Regions from separate parts of the Mus musculus genome. Here region 1 is linked to region 2. Evidence: chromatin contacts called from public promoter capture Hi-C data. All regions are on one chromosome and are shown on one strand. The core of a region is the stretch at or near the end of the contact, and the rest is flanking DNA. Distances in the headings are between cores, read along the strand shown. Region 1 holds the start of Proser3 (proline and serine rich 3). Region 2 holds the start of Zfp82 (zinc finger protein 82).

Region 1 (5,998 bases), core at 1,086-3,585, 480 kb before region 2:
CCCCTACTTGGCAGCAGGTGGTGACGGAAGTTGGGCCTGGGCCGACGCTGGTGTGGCCTGGATGGACAGGACACCCTCAGGAGACAGTGCTGAGGTCACAGCAGCAGGGTCCACACCAGGAGGCAGGCGGTATCGGCGGTGGAACTCTCGAGCAATGAATCCGTGTTCATCCTGAGGGTGGGGTACAGGGAGAGATGGGCTTGAGACTCCTACCCTCCTGCCTACCCCGCTCCCCAGTCTGGCATGCAGACCTACCGGGCGCTCCTCGTGCCGAGCATGGACCTCCACATGGTCGTCAACCACCTTGACAGAGATTTCCTCTGGCAAGAAGTGCTTCACATCCAGCAGCACGGAAAAATACCCAGAGTCCGTGGACACCTGCACACATGGCGGGTAGGGGTGGGGCGTCGATCGGATAGGGGTCTTGGCTTCTGGGACCCAGCACTCTCTATGATACATAGGTTACAGTGCTGCTGCCGAGGACTTGTGTAGACTGTCCCCTCTAAGTCACCAGAACCTCAGCCTCATAATAACTGGCCCCCCTCCCCTTCAAATACTGGGTCCACCTCTTTGTGGTAACCAAGTTAGATATCTACCCTATAACCCCCCACCCCATGTCCTTGACTCCACAGTCACCATTTCTGCTACGAGACCCCACCATGCTAGCAACCAAGATGCCACTTCCCCATCGCCAGAGTTCTTACTTAGGTCATGGGACCTCCTGTGCCCTTTACGGGTACTTTCCCCTCGTTTAGAGTGCCCAAGACCCCCTTCATCAAATCACAGGATCCCTCTTGAAGATGCAGCATCACCATATGCAACCCTAGGAACATTACAGCCCGTCGGGACTCACTTGTCCTTTCCCCCAGATTCCCGGCTCACTTGCCCCACCCTTCACCCCCTCAGAAGATCAGTAACGGGGGGGGGGGGGGGGAGGGGCTCAGAATACCGCACTCAAGGGACACCCAATGGCCCCACTGAGGGGTGACATTCTCCTCTAAGTTAAAAATCAACAGACATTCCCGCACCCCCGGCCCGGGGTTAGACCCCCCTCCTGGCCCCCAGTCTTGTTAGTAGTTGGATTGGCCCTCTCCCTAGGCCTGGCACCTGGGCTGTGGGTAACGCCACACTGGGGGCGCGCAGATAGTAGGGGGCGATCGCAGCAGGGCACAGTGAAGCCAGCTCTGCCTCAAGCAGCCCTTCGCCGAAACGCTGGTCAAAGAGGCGTCCCGGAGCAGAGAAACCTGGTAAAGGAGCTGAAGCACGGCGCAGCCAAGAAGGCTGCACAGGCACGGGGATCTCCATCCTGTTCCTACGCTGCCACCCTGGGCCCCGCAGTGCCCAAACGCACGCTGGCTCCGATTTATACTGTGCCCTGTGCCGCCCCTGCGGCGGGCCTCTCAGGGACACTGGGATTGAGGCCAAACTCAGGCATTAGTATTCCTTATTTAGAAACTTCAATAATTACTTGGCCAGTTATTAAACGCCTGCTGGATGCCCGGAAAAGGACACCAGGGAAATGTCATTAAGCCTTTTTCCATTTCTGTAAGGGGAAGCTAAAAGTCTAGGAGGCAGACCCTTATAGGTGTGGCAATCATTGTGGCAGTTGGGACCCTGGGTCCCGATTAGTCCCCCAAAGAGTTCTCAGTCCTCTTAATCCATCTCCGCCAGGCTGGCAGCTCTGAGGATGACGCATCAGTCTTAGTAACAGACTCCTGGAGAATGCTGCACCCATGCCAGGCAGTCAGGAGGACACAGAACAGACCCTACCCCAGAGTAGGTCGGGCCTAATTCTGTGCCTCTGACTCAGCCTGGGGTGCTCAGCGGCCAGGGGGCATGAGCATGAACACTCCAGGTTGGCCCCCGGGGGCTGCGCGCCGGGGCCCGAAATAGCTCGTTTTGATCCCACTACCTGGGCCAGGAGCCCGGGCCTGGCAAGGAGTACGGCCAGCTGCTCAAGAGGAAAGTGGTTAAGGTGACCATCAGGACGGGATAGCAGTCAAAGTAAAGACAGACGTCTCGGGTTAGCCCTGCAATAGTAGCTAGGCTGGAGTCAGGCCTTCGCTCCAACAGGTATCCTGGCGGTTAGAAATAAGGACTGAGTAAAAGGCAGGACTCTTAGCGCTCTTCAAGCGTCAGCCCGGCCTTTGATCCTTACTATTGGTCTGAAGTCTTGCCAATTACTGCTGCACGCTCCAATCAAACACACGCTCTCCCAGTTCGTCAAGAGAGAACGCCCCTCGGCCGCTTTCCAGTTACTTTTATTTTCTAGTCTATCATTGGTCGCTTTGGAGGCCGCGCTCCTACTCTGCACAGCCAGAAAGGGGCGGGGCTGACGGCGTTGCTTAGCGAGGAGAGTAGGCGCAGGGTTGTTCCGCGAAGAAGCTCCGCTGGCGCTAAGGCTGCGGTAAATGCCGACAAACTGACTGCAGGTGAGGTTGGTCCTCTTTCAGAGACCACAGGAGGCCTGGGAAGGCAACACGGGTTTACGTGAGCCTGAAGTCTCCCGCCCAATCTCAGGAGAACTACAACTCCCAAGATACCACACAGTTTGGGCCCTCCAACATCTCTGAGTGTCTCATGTCTTTTGTTCCCGCAGGGTGGGCCGAAGAAGAGTCGAAAAGAAATTTGAAAATTTAGTTCGTTAGTTTCCAAATTGCCCCAGACATCTAGGGGTGTTGTCTATGAACTTTTTCACTTAGGAGGAGCCCAGTGATTCATGGGGATTGTAGTCTCTACTGCCCCTTTCTCTTTGGGAGTCATGCCACCACCTCCCCCTTCCCTTAACAGGTTTAACCGGAAACATATTGTGTACGGTTTCGTCGTGGCTCTTTGTTAATGTTTTGTTTTTGCCTATTGTTTTCATTCTTTTTTTCATTTGTATGCTTTTAAAAAAAAGATTTATTATTTATTTTAGGTATATGAGTGCTCTCTCTGCATATACTCCCGTGTGCCAGAAGAGGGCATCAGACCACATTACAGATGATTGTGAGCTACCATGTGGTTGCTGGGAATTGAACTCAGGACCTCTGGTAGAGCAGCCAGTGCTCTTAACCACCGAGCCATCTGTCCAGCCCATATGGGTGCTTTTTAAAATGATTTGTATTGTTGTTGTTGTTTAAGACAGGGTTTCCCTGCACAGCCCTGTCTTGGAACTCACTTTGTAGACCAGGCTGGCCTTAAACTCCTGCCTCTTCCTCCTGGGTTCTGGGATTAAAGGCATCCACCACCATTCTTGGCTACATTACTTGGGTTTTTTTTTTTTTTCCTCGTGGAATTAATTGGAGCTTCATGAAATGGGCTTCTTGGAACATGTTTAAAGAGGTAGAAATTAGTTACCTTGATTTGACTGTAACATATTGTATACACGTATTGAAATATCATACTGTGCCGCATAAACTTGTACAATTAGTGTCAGTTAAAAACAAAACAGAACTATGCAACAGACCAGGTTTTTCCTGAATGGGGCTGGAAAAAGGGCTCATTGGTTGGGAGCAGGGGCTGGTCTTCCAGAGGTCCCAGGTTCAGTTCTCAGCATCACATGGCTACTCACATTCATTCCAGGGTCTTCAAGGGCATTGCACATACATAAATGTGCACAGGCACATGCAGGCATAATACTACCCATGCATACAAAATAAAAATAAATAAATCTTTTTTTAATTGCCTGAATAGTGTGAAGAAGTTGCAGTGTCTAGCCTGTTTCCTGATAGTCTGATTCTGTTAGCCTGGAGTGGGAACCCACTCTCACTCATCCTCTGGGGGTGTGCATGGGTACCAACCCACTCTCACACATCCTCTGCAGGACCAGGCACATCCTCTCCCACTGAGGCCAGGCAAGGCAGTCCAGTTAGAGGAACAGGATCCACAGGCAGGCAACAGGTAAAATGTTATTCTTGTTTTGAGACAAGAGTTCTCTATGCAGCCTTTGCGTATGAGTGCACTTGTTTCTGTGTGTGTGTGAGTGTGAGAGAGAGTGTGTGTGTGTGTGTGTGTGTGTGTGTGTGTGCACCCTGTGGAAATCAGACAGGCTCAGGCGTCTGTTCTCATCTTTCACCATGTTGAGCCAGGGTCTTCTCTTTGATGTTCACCTCTGAGGCTCGCTGACTTGAAAAGTTTTAGGGGACTCTCCCGTATCCACCTCCCACCTCTGTATAGAAGTACTCGGATTGCAGATTGTGCTACCACATCTGGCTTTCCATGGATTCTATGGATTTGAACTCAGGTCCCCATGTTCGGGGAGCAAGCATCGTATTCACTGAGCCATCTCCTCAGCCTTTGCTTTGGAACTTTGGATCCTTCTGCCAGAGCCTCTTGAGTGCTGGGACGACAGATGAACATTACACATTTGGCATTAGTCTGTAATTTTTAAAGTCCTAGCACTCAAGAAGTTGAGGCAGGAGGATCACCTCAAGTGCAAGGCTAATCATGGCTACAGAGTAAGACCCTATCTCAAAAATAAAGCTCCTACTAGGCTACCAGAGTTGAGAACTACCAACTACTAGTTTCTAGGTTCTTCTATGTCTCTATCATGGGACTTAGAGCTCATGGGAATTATGGGAGTTGTGATGATTCATGGGGATTGTAGTCCATTTCTGTGGGAAGCCGTTGCAGAGTGGCAGTTGCAGAGTGGTAGTTGGCTACTGCTGGCCACCACACATACACAGGCAGTGAAGGTTCTTTTGCCCAGATGAGAGACAAGTTAACCAATCAGATGTGAGACACGCCTCTCCTAGGCCTATATAAGCAGCACCAGTTCTGGGCTCGGGGTCTTTTCGCCTCTACAGTCAAGCTCTCCCAATAAACGTGTGCAGAAGGATCCTGTTGCAGCGTCGTTCTTCCTGGCCAGTCGAGCATGCGCAAGACATTTCTTCCAGTAATCTATAGGAATTGTCAGCTTCTGTCCTCCTCTTACTATGCTCTGCTTCTTTCATAGCCTGTTAGTTTTCACCTCCCAAGACAACCCCTTTGGAAATGTTCCCCAAGGTGGACAACCCTTTGGGCCATCAAGAAACCAGAACTGGAGCCACAAGGTGAGGACACTTTTTTTGTTTGTTTGTTTTGTTTGTTTGTTTTTTCGAGACAGGGTTTCTCTGTGTAGCCCTGGCGTGAGGACACTTTTTAGGTAAAGTTCTGTGCCTCAGACTGGTAGCTGTCAGTGACCACTAGAGGGAAGGAAGGCATGCAGTGAGAGATTAAGAGAAACCCCTTACCCCAGTGCTGGTGGTCTACGCATTTCTAGCTCTCTAGCACCTGGATCCCTGACCACAGCCCCACTTAGGTAGTTAACTGAACCTCCCGATGGTAACAGTGTGGGATGTTTCCTCTTTCTGACACCCTCTATGTGTGTTCATTCCCCTATGAGGTCACCTTTCTGATCTGATCTTTACTTCTTATGTTTTCTCCCTATTTAAATCCCGGGTCCATCCAGGTCTCAAAGGCCACAAGCTCCCAAGGCCACAGCAGCCAGTTCCGATGAGCTGTCTGAGGAGTCCTGGCCATCTAGTTCATGGACCCCTTCCCCAGCCAGTACCACTGAGGGACAAAGTACCTCTCCACCCTGCAACTTAATTGACAACGAGGACTCAATAGTAGCCAAGTGAGTACCAGAATTCCTGGGGGGCGGGGGAAGAGAGGAAGAAGGCATCCCATAATAACTATCAGAGACAGAGCTGTTTATGCAGTACTTTTTTAGGACCAGGCATTTCATCTGTAGTATTGAGGGCTGTAGAGCCTGGGTTCAAATCCTGCTTGTTAACTTACTCCCTATATTGCTTTGGTCTCAGTTTCCTTCAACTGGGAATATTAATCACACACAAACATTGGAGTTGTTTTGAAATCTCAGTTCCTCCATACAGTGAACTATAAGAGCACCTGTTGCCAGGTGGTGGTGGTGGTGCATGTCTTTAATCCTAGCACTTAGGAGGCTGAGGCAGGAGGATGTCTGAGTTTGAGGACAGCCTGATTTACAGAGTGAGTTCCAGGACAGCCAGGACCA
Region 2 (6,373 bases), core at 2,796-5,295:
CAGCATCAACAATGAAGTGAACTTCAGGGGCACCAGGTATCGAGCAGAAAGGATTTATCAGGGATAGGAAGTAGTCCAGGAGAGAAAGGGTTAAACCACACTTCTAGAAGTGTGGGTATCTCTAGGGGAGAGTCAGTCAGATTCTTACAGTTCGGATAAGAGAAGTTTGGGTGACGCTGAGGGAGAGTCATAGTCAGGTCCTGCCGTGACTGTAGGATCTTGGTGGCTCACAAGTTAACCTCTGTAAAGATGGCTAAGAAAGCATCGCCTTTCTGACATCCCAGCAAAGAGTCACTTGTAATAAGATTAAGAGTTAAAGAATTTATCTGGGTGGTGGTGCACGCCTTTAATCCCAGCATTCAGGAGGCAGAGGCCAGCTTGGTCTACAGGGAGAATTCCAGAACAGCCAGGGTTACACAGAGAAACCCTGTCTTGAAAAACCTAAAGAAGAGAGTTAGAAGATGTTTTTTCCTTAGTAAGTCGAGTTGTATGGTGGTTTGTGAGGAGGATAACGCACTTACGGAAGAGTGCTAGGAGCAGGAGGTTATACATCATTTAAAGCCCACGTGAGCACGGCCTAATTGCTGTTCTTGACACCCCTTGTGGAGATGGCTTCTGGAAAAGTAGCGTCTAGCGCTAACCAGAGCAATTTTCTTTAAGTTTTATTTCTTTTATTTTGTGTGCCTGAGTGATTTGCCTGCACATATGCATGTATGTGCACCAGCTGTGTGCCTGGTGTCCTGGAGGCCTAAAGAAAGGACTGGAGTCCCTGGAACAGTTTTCAAGTGGTTCTAAGCCACCATGTAAGTGGTGGGAACAGAACCCTGGTCCTTTGTAAGAGTAGCCAGTGCTCTTATCTGCTGAGCCGTCTCTCGAGTCCTGAGATCAGTTAATATGCTGACTTTGACAAGATGACCTGATGACCTTTGGAAAGCATTTTTTTGTTGGTGGTGGTGAGAAGGGCATTGTGTTATGTTTTTGTTTTTTGTTTTTTGTTTTCCAAGACAGGGCTTCTCTCTGTAGCCCTAGCTGTCCTAGAACTCACCCTGCAGACCAAGCTGGCTTCGAACTCCCAGAGATCCTGCTGCCTCTGCCTCCCAAGTGCTGGGATTAAAGATGAAAGCCCATGTTTTTATGTGCTGTTAGGTCCTTATCAGTGGAGTTTGGAGTCTGCCTTTTGTGGGCTTATTTGAAAGCCAATCAGGTCTCTGGAGCAGAGCCCTTTTCCTCTGCAAGCCTTTTCCTGTGGCTCTGAGATTACCTTTCTGTCTTTCCTGCTGTGGAGTTCAATGTGGTTCACAGTTTGAGGATACAGGTTGGCAGAACAAGAATGGCAAAAGGTACGTGGTCACATGGAGTCTGCAGTCAGGAAGCAGAAAGATGGAATGCCTGTAGTCAGCTTGATTACAAAAATTCTTATGTGTATGAGTGTTTTGCCTGTATGCATGCATGCATGCATGTGTGCACCATTGTATTCGTGTTTATGTGCACACTGATGGTTTTGAGCCACCATGTGGGTGTTAGGAATGGCTCGGGTCCTCTGGAAGTACATACAGTAAATGCTAACGATTGAGCCATTTCTTCCATCCCAGGCCCCACCCCTTTCTTTTTCTTAAATTTAGGATGTTTCTTCTGACTTCAGGTAAACTGTCTGAAAATGCCCCATTCTCCCAGCCCCAGCCCCAGCCTCCCAGAGGACGTGCCTTGTGATTCTGAGTCTCAAGTTGACAATCAGGTCACGGTGACACATGGGAGACACGAGTCCAGCCTGGTCTACTTAGAAAGTTCCAGGACAGCCAGGACTACTTCACAGAGAAACCTTGCCTGGAAAAAACAAAACAACAAAATGTAGCAATCCCAGGACTCTTGCCTTGACACTGTGTGACTGATAAATCACTCTAGGAGCCTCCTGGTGGGCCTTGTTTCTTTCAGATATTCTTTTTCATGATACATGCTAAAATATGTGCCCCTGATGGACATTGTTCCTAGGCATATCTATACCATGTTTTGGACATTTTATGTGTATGAGTGTCTTCGTGAGTGAGTGAGTGTGTGTGTGTGTGTGTGTGTGTGTGTGTGTGTGTGTACCTCTGACTTTTAAGAGCATCGAATCACCAGGAGCTGGGGTTATACGTGTTTATAAGCTGCCATATGGGTGCTGAGGAATGAACTTGTGTTTTCTGTAAAAGCAACTGGTATTCCTAACCAGTGAGCCATCTCCTAAGCCCCATCTGTATGTATGTATCTATCTATTTATTTGATTTTTGGAGGGACAGGGTCTCTCTACATTACCTCAGTTATCTTGGAACTCATCATGTAGACCAGGCTGGCCTCATACACAAGAGAGATCCCTCTGCCTCTCCTCCCAGCGTGAGTGCTGAGATTAAAGGTATGTGCTGCCATGTCCAGCTCCACATTTGATTTCTTTGTTTGTTTTGTTGTTTGTTTGTTTGTTTGTTTCGAGACAGGGTTTCTCTGTATAGCCCTGGCTGTCCTGGAACTCACTTTGTAGACAAGGCTGGCCTCGAACTCAGAAATCGGCCTGCCTCTGCCTCCCACGTGCTGGGATTAAAGGTGTGCGCCACCATGCCCGGCCACATTTGATTATTTTAAGTTTTAGTTTGTACAGCATCCCTGGTGTAGAGGTCACAGGGGAAATTGGTTCTCTCCTTCTCCCATGTGGTTCCCAGAGAATGCACAGCAAACTCCACTGCGCCATCTCTCTGGCTTGAAAGTTATTAATTTTAAAACTAGAAATAAAACAGGTGTGTTTTCTCATGGAAGATTTAAACATAAATAAGACAACAACACCTTTTGACCTTATTTTCCCCAAGAGTAATCATAATCAGTAGTTTATTTCATGAGATGGCAAGTTCTGCCTGAGATCAGTTTTTTTTTTTTTTTAAGAATTATTTATTTATCTATTTATTTTAAAGATTTATTTATTTTTATTGTATATAAGTACACTGAGCTGTCTTCAGACACTCCAGAAGAGGGAGTCGATCATTACAGATGGTTGTGAGCCACCATGTGGTTGCTGGGATTTGAACTTCGGACCTTCGGAAGAGCAGTCGGGTGCTCTTACCCACTGAGCCATCTCACCAGCCCCCGAGTTTTTTTTTTTTTTTTTTTTAATTAATCATGTTTATGTGCTATATAGCATGTTCCATGTGGGAGTGATTCTACCACCTGACTCATTGTTTTATCAGGGTAGGGCTGTGCCTTCGTTAGTCACTGCTTAGTATTCATTGTTATCCCTATTTACTGAAAGGCTTAACTTTCCACAAGCTGTAGCATTAGAGAATATAATTATAGATGATCAATTAATCAGAAATTTAACCATCACGTTTACTTTATATACTTGAGACCAGGTCTTATATAGCCCTGGCTGGCTTGGAACTCACTATGTAACTCAGGCTGGCCTCAAACTTTTGAGTGATTCTTCTGCCTTCAAAGTGATAAGAATATAGGCACATACCAGCTCAACCATTTTATTATTTATTTTCTGGCAATTTAAAAATATAGGAACGAAAGGTATTTAAGTTGATGATCCAGCACTTTAATCCCAGCATTTGGAAGGCAGAGGCAGGAGGATTTCTGAGTTCAAGGCCAGCCTCGTCTACTGAGTGAGTTCCAGGACAACCAGGACTACACAGAGAAACCCTGTCTCTCCAAAAAAAAAAAAAAAATCCTGGTTAAGAAAGAAGAAAATCTTAAGAACCTGGGTAAAAGCAAACTACATGATAGGAATGTCCTTTAAAATCTTATTCTAAGACGTAGTCATTTGCAGTCACCTCCACAACAAACATGACTATATCAAATGCACAAATCTCCAAACGAAAATCCGATTTTCCTCAAATACTTAATCAGAGTTGAGGTTCTGCTCCTCTCCCTGTCCTGGTCCCAAACGGAGCACACAGTGAGTGTGGCGCATGCGCACGCGGTGCGTGCGGCTGTCCCTCCCAGCAGTCCCCGCGCAACGCCCTGTAGGCTCTCGGGGGTCTGGAGATGCAGCCACTGTCACCTCAGCGCGTGGGGCGGGGCAACTGAGCCGAGCCTGGGTCCCAGTTCCGTGAACTTAGTGAAGGTGCTGCAGGGAGCAGGGGGTAAGGGCGGGGACAGGGAGGCCCCGCGCCCCTCATACTGGGTCCGCGCCTCGGCTTGCTGCGTGGGGACCACAGTGGCGAGCTGTGCCTGCTGGGCGTGGCAGGGCGTCGGGGTGGCAGCCACCGCGACTGAGTGCGGCCCGGAAGCCACGGCGTGATGGCATTTGTGCGAGTGAATGGGGTGCAGAGCGGTTGTGTGAGCGAGGTTGCCGAGGTCCTGGTGTGTGTGATTCTGGCCCCAGGCTCGGCTGCGGTGTAGCCACATCAGTCCCAAAGAGGAATGGTTCCCCAGCCATTCACCTGAGCAACACACAAGACTCCCAGTAAACAAAGCAAAGAGCTCCGGGTCTTGAGAGGGGTCTGAAAGATGGTCCCCGATCCCCAACACACACACCCTTGGCTGGTTCCCTGGGGTTACCCCCAACACGCCACACGTGCTCAGATACAGTCACTCGCTGGACAGGCTGTGTGCGATCCACCTAGGGAGCTATTGTAAACTTCCTGGCCATCTGCCGCCCTGGCCTTTCTTAGGTACCAGGGCAGGACAGCTGAACTCGCTCCCGGGTGTGAGTGATGGGTGGTGGTGACCGATTGGTTGTGTCTTGTGCTTTGATTTAACTAGGCTGGACAAGGCTCCGAGAAAAGTTTGGACGTTAACATTCGCTCCTACTCCAGCCTGCCTTTAAGTGCTCACAGGAAGGGGAGGGATAAATCGCTGTTGCCTGTTTAAAAGGTAAGGTCAGGGGGGGTCAATCTTACCTCTTGGATCTGTGAAAGGCACTTTAATTTTTTAGTGGATCAGAACATTTGTTATTTTTAAATGTCTGGTTCTTAGAAACAGAGCCTGACTCCTTACACCACCCAGTGCCTGTACGTACATACGTATCCGCTTTTCAGTGTTTTTTTTTTTGGGGGGGGGGGACAGGACGACAACCCTCCCTCCAAGGAGATCGGGCTTTATTTTTATAGCTGGGTTTTATTTTTAATACTATGCTGTAGAGCTCTTAGAACAGTTGCTGATATTCATAAATACCAAATGCTTAGTAAACAGCAGCTGTTTGTTAATGTGGTGATTAGGGGTGATTCCAACACCAAGGGAGTGGTGTGTATGGGTATCTACTTAATTGTGATGTACATTTATTTTTAAGATTTATTTTTGTAAAAAAAAAAAGGGGGGGGCTGGAAAGATGGCTCAGCGGTTAAGAACACTCTTCCAGAGGTCCTGAGTTCAATTCCCAGCCACCACATGGTGGCTCACAACCATCTGTAATGGGATCTAATGCCTTCTTCTGGTGTGTCTGAAGACAGCTATAGTGCACTCACATACATAAAAAAGTCTTTAAAAAAAATCCGTTTATCCTTCCAGCCTCTGCTCCCAAAATGACAACTCTGGGACTAATTATGTATTATTAAATGCCTTGCTTCAAGACTAGCTTGTAGTTTATTTAACCCATTCAAACTATTCTATGTCTACTAATTGGTTAGTTTACCTTTCCTCAGTGTCGACCTGCTTCTTCTTTAATGTCTCTCCCAGTGTCTCTCTCAGAGCCTCTCTCTGTGCCACCTTTTATTCTCTCACTATTTCCCTGAATCCTCTCTTCCTCCTAGTGTCCCACATCCTTTCCTTTCCTTTTAGATTTATTTATTGGGCTGGAGAGATGGCTCAGTGCTTAAGAGCACTGGCTGCTCTCCCAGAGGTCCTGAGTTCAATTCCCAGCACCCACATGGTGGCTTACAACCATCTGTAATGGGATCCGACATCCTCTTCTGGTGTGTCTGAAGACATCTACAGTGAGATGTGGTGCACTCTTCTAGCCTGCAGGCATACATTCAGGTGGAACACTGTATATATAATAAATAAATCTTTAAAAGAATATTTATTTAATGTATGTGAATGCTCTGTCTGACTATACACCTATGTGCCAGAAGACGGCATGAGATTGCTTTGCAGATCGTGAGCCACCCCCCTCCCTTCCTATTTTTATAAAGGATTCTCTGTACATCTTTTATCATTTATTTACTTACATGTATGTACATGTAAGTTCTGGTGCCCAGAGACCAGAGGCAGGGATGGGATCCTCCTGGACTGAAGTTTAGCGTAGTTATGAGCCACTTTCAGATAGGTGCTGGGAATTGAACTGGGATCCTCTATAAGAGCACTATACACTCGTTTTTGTTTGTTTTGTTATTTTTTTAAAGATTTATTTATTTTATGTATGTAAGAACAGTTGCTGTGTTCAGACACACCAGAAAAGGGTATCAGATCC

The links. Capture Hi-C pulls out chosen DNA fragments and counts their contacts.
Region 1: a promoter capture Hi-C map of liver shows a contact between it and region 2. The contact joins the promoter of Proser3 here to the promoter of Zfp82 in region 2. A contact is called at or near these places in 1 of 39 promoter capture datasets (neural stem cells) and 1 of 9 other capture datasets (liver).

What each region holds. Positions count from the first base shown.
Region 1 is chr7:30,548,642-30,554,639 of GRCm38.p6, reverse strand. Proser3 (proline and serine rich 3) reads left to right here and starts at 2,335. Exons shown (of 12, transcript NM_001382459.1): 1 at 2,335-2,432; 2 at 3,806-3,882; 3 at 4,937-5,033; 4 at 5,432-5,599. The coding sequence starts at 4,975. Hspb6 (heat shock protein, alpha-crystallin-related, B6) reads right to left here and starts at 1,339. Exons shown (of 3, transcript NM_001012401.3): 1 at 1,108-1,339; 2 at 256-378; 3 at 1-171. The coding sequence starts at 1,305. The coding sequence ends at 4. Gm38670 (predicted gene, 38670) reads right to left here and starts at 1,812; the gene lies at 1,736-1,812.
Region 2 is chr7:30,070,495-30,076,867 of GRCm38.p6, reverse strand. It overlaps Zfp82 (zinc finger protein 82), which reads left to right and starts at 4,045. Exons shown (of 7, transcript NM_177889.5): 1 at 4,045-4,087; 2 at 4,729-4,839.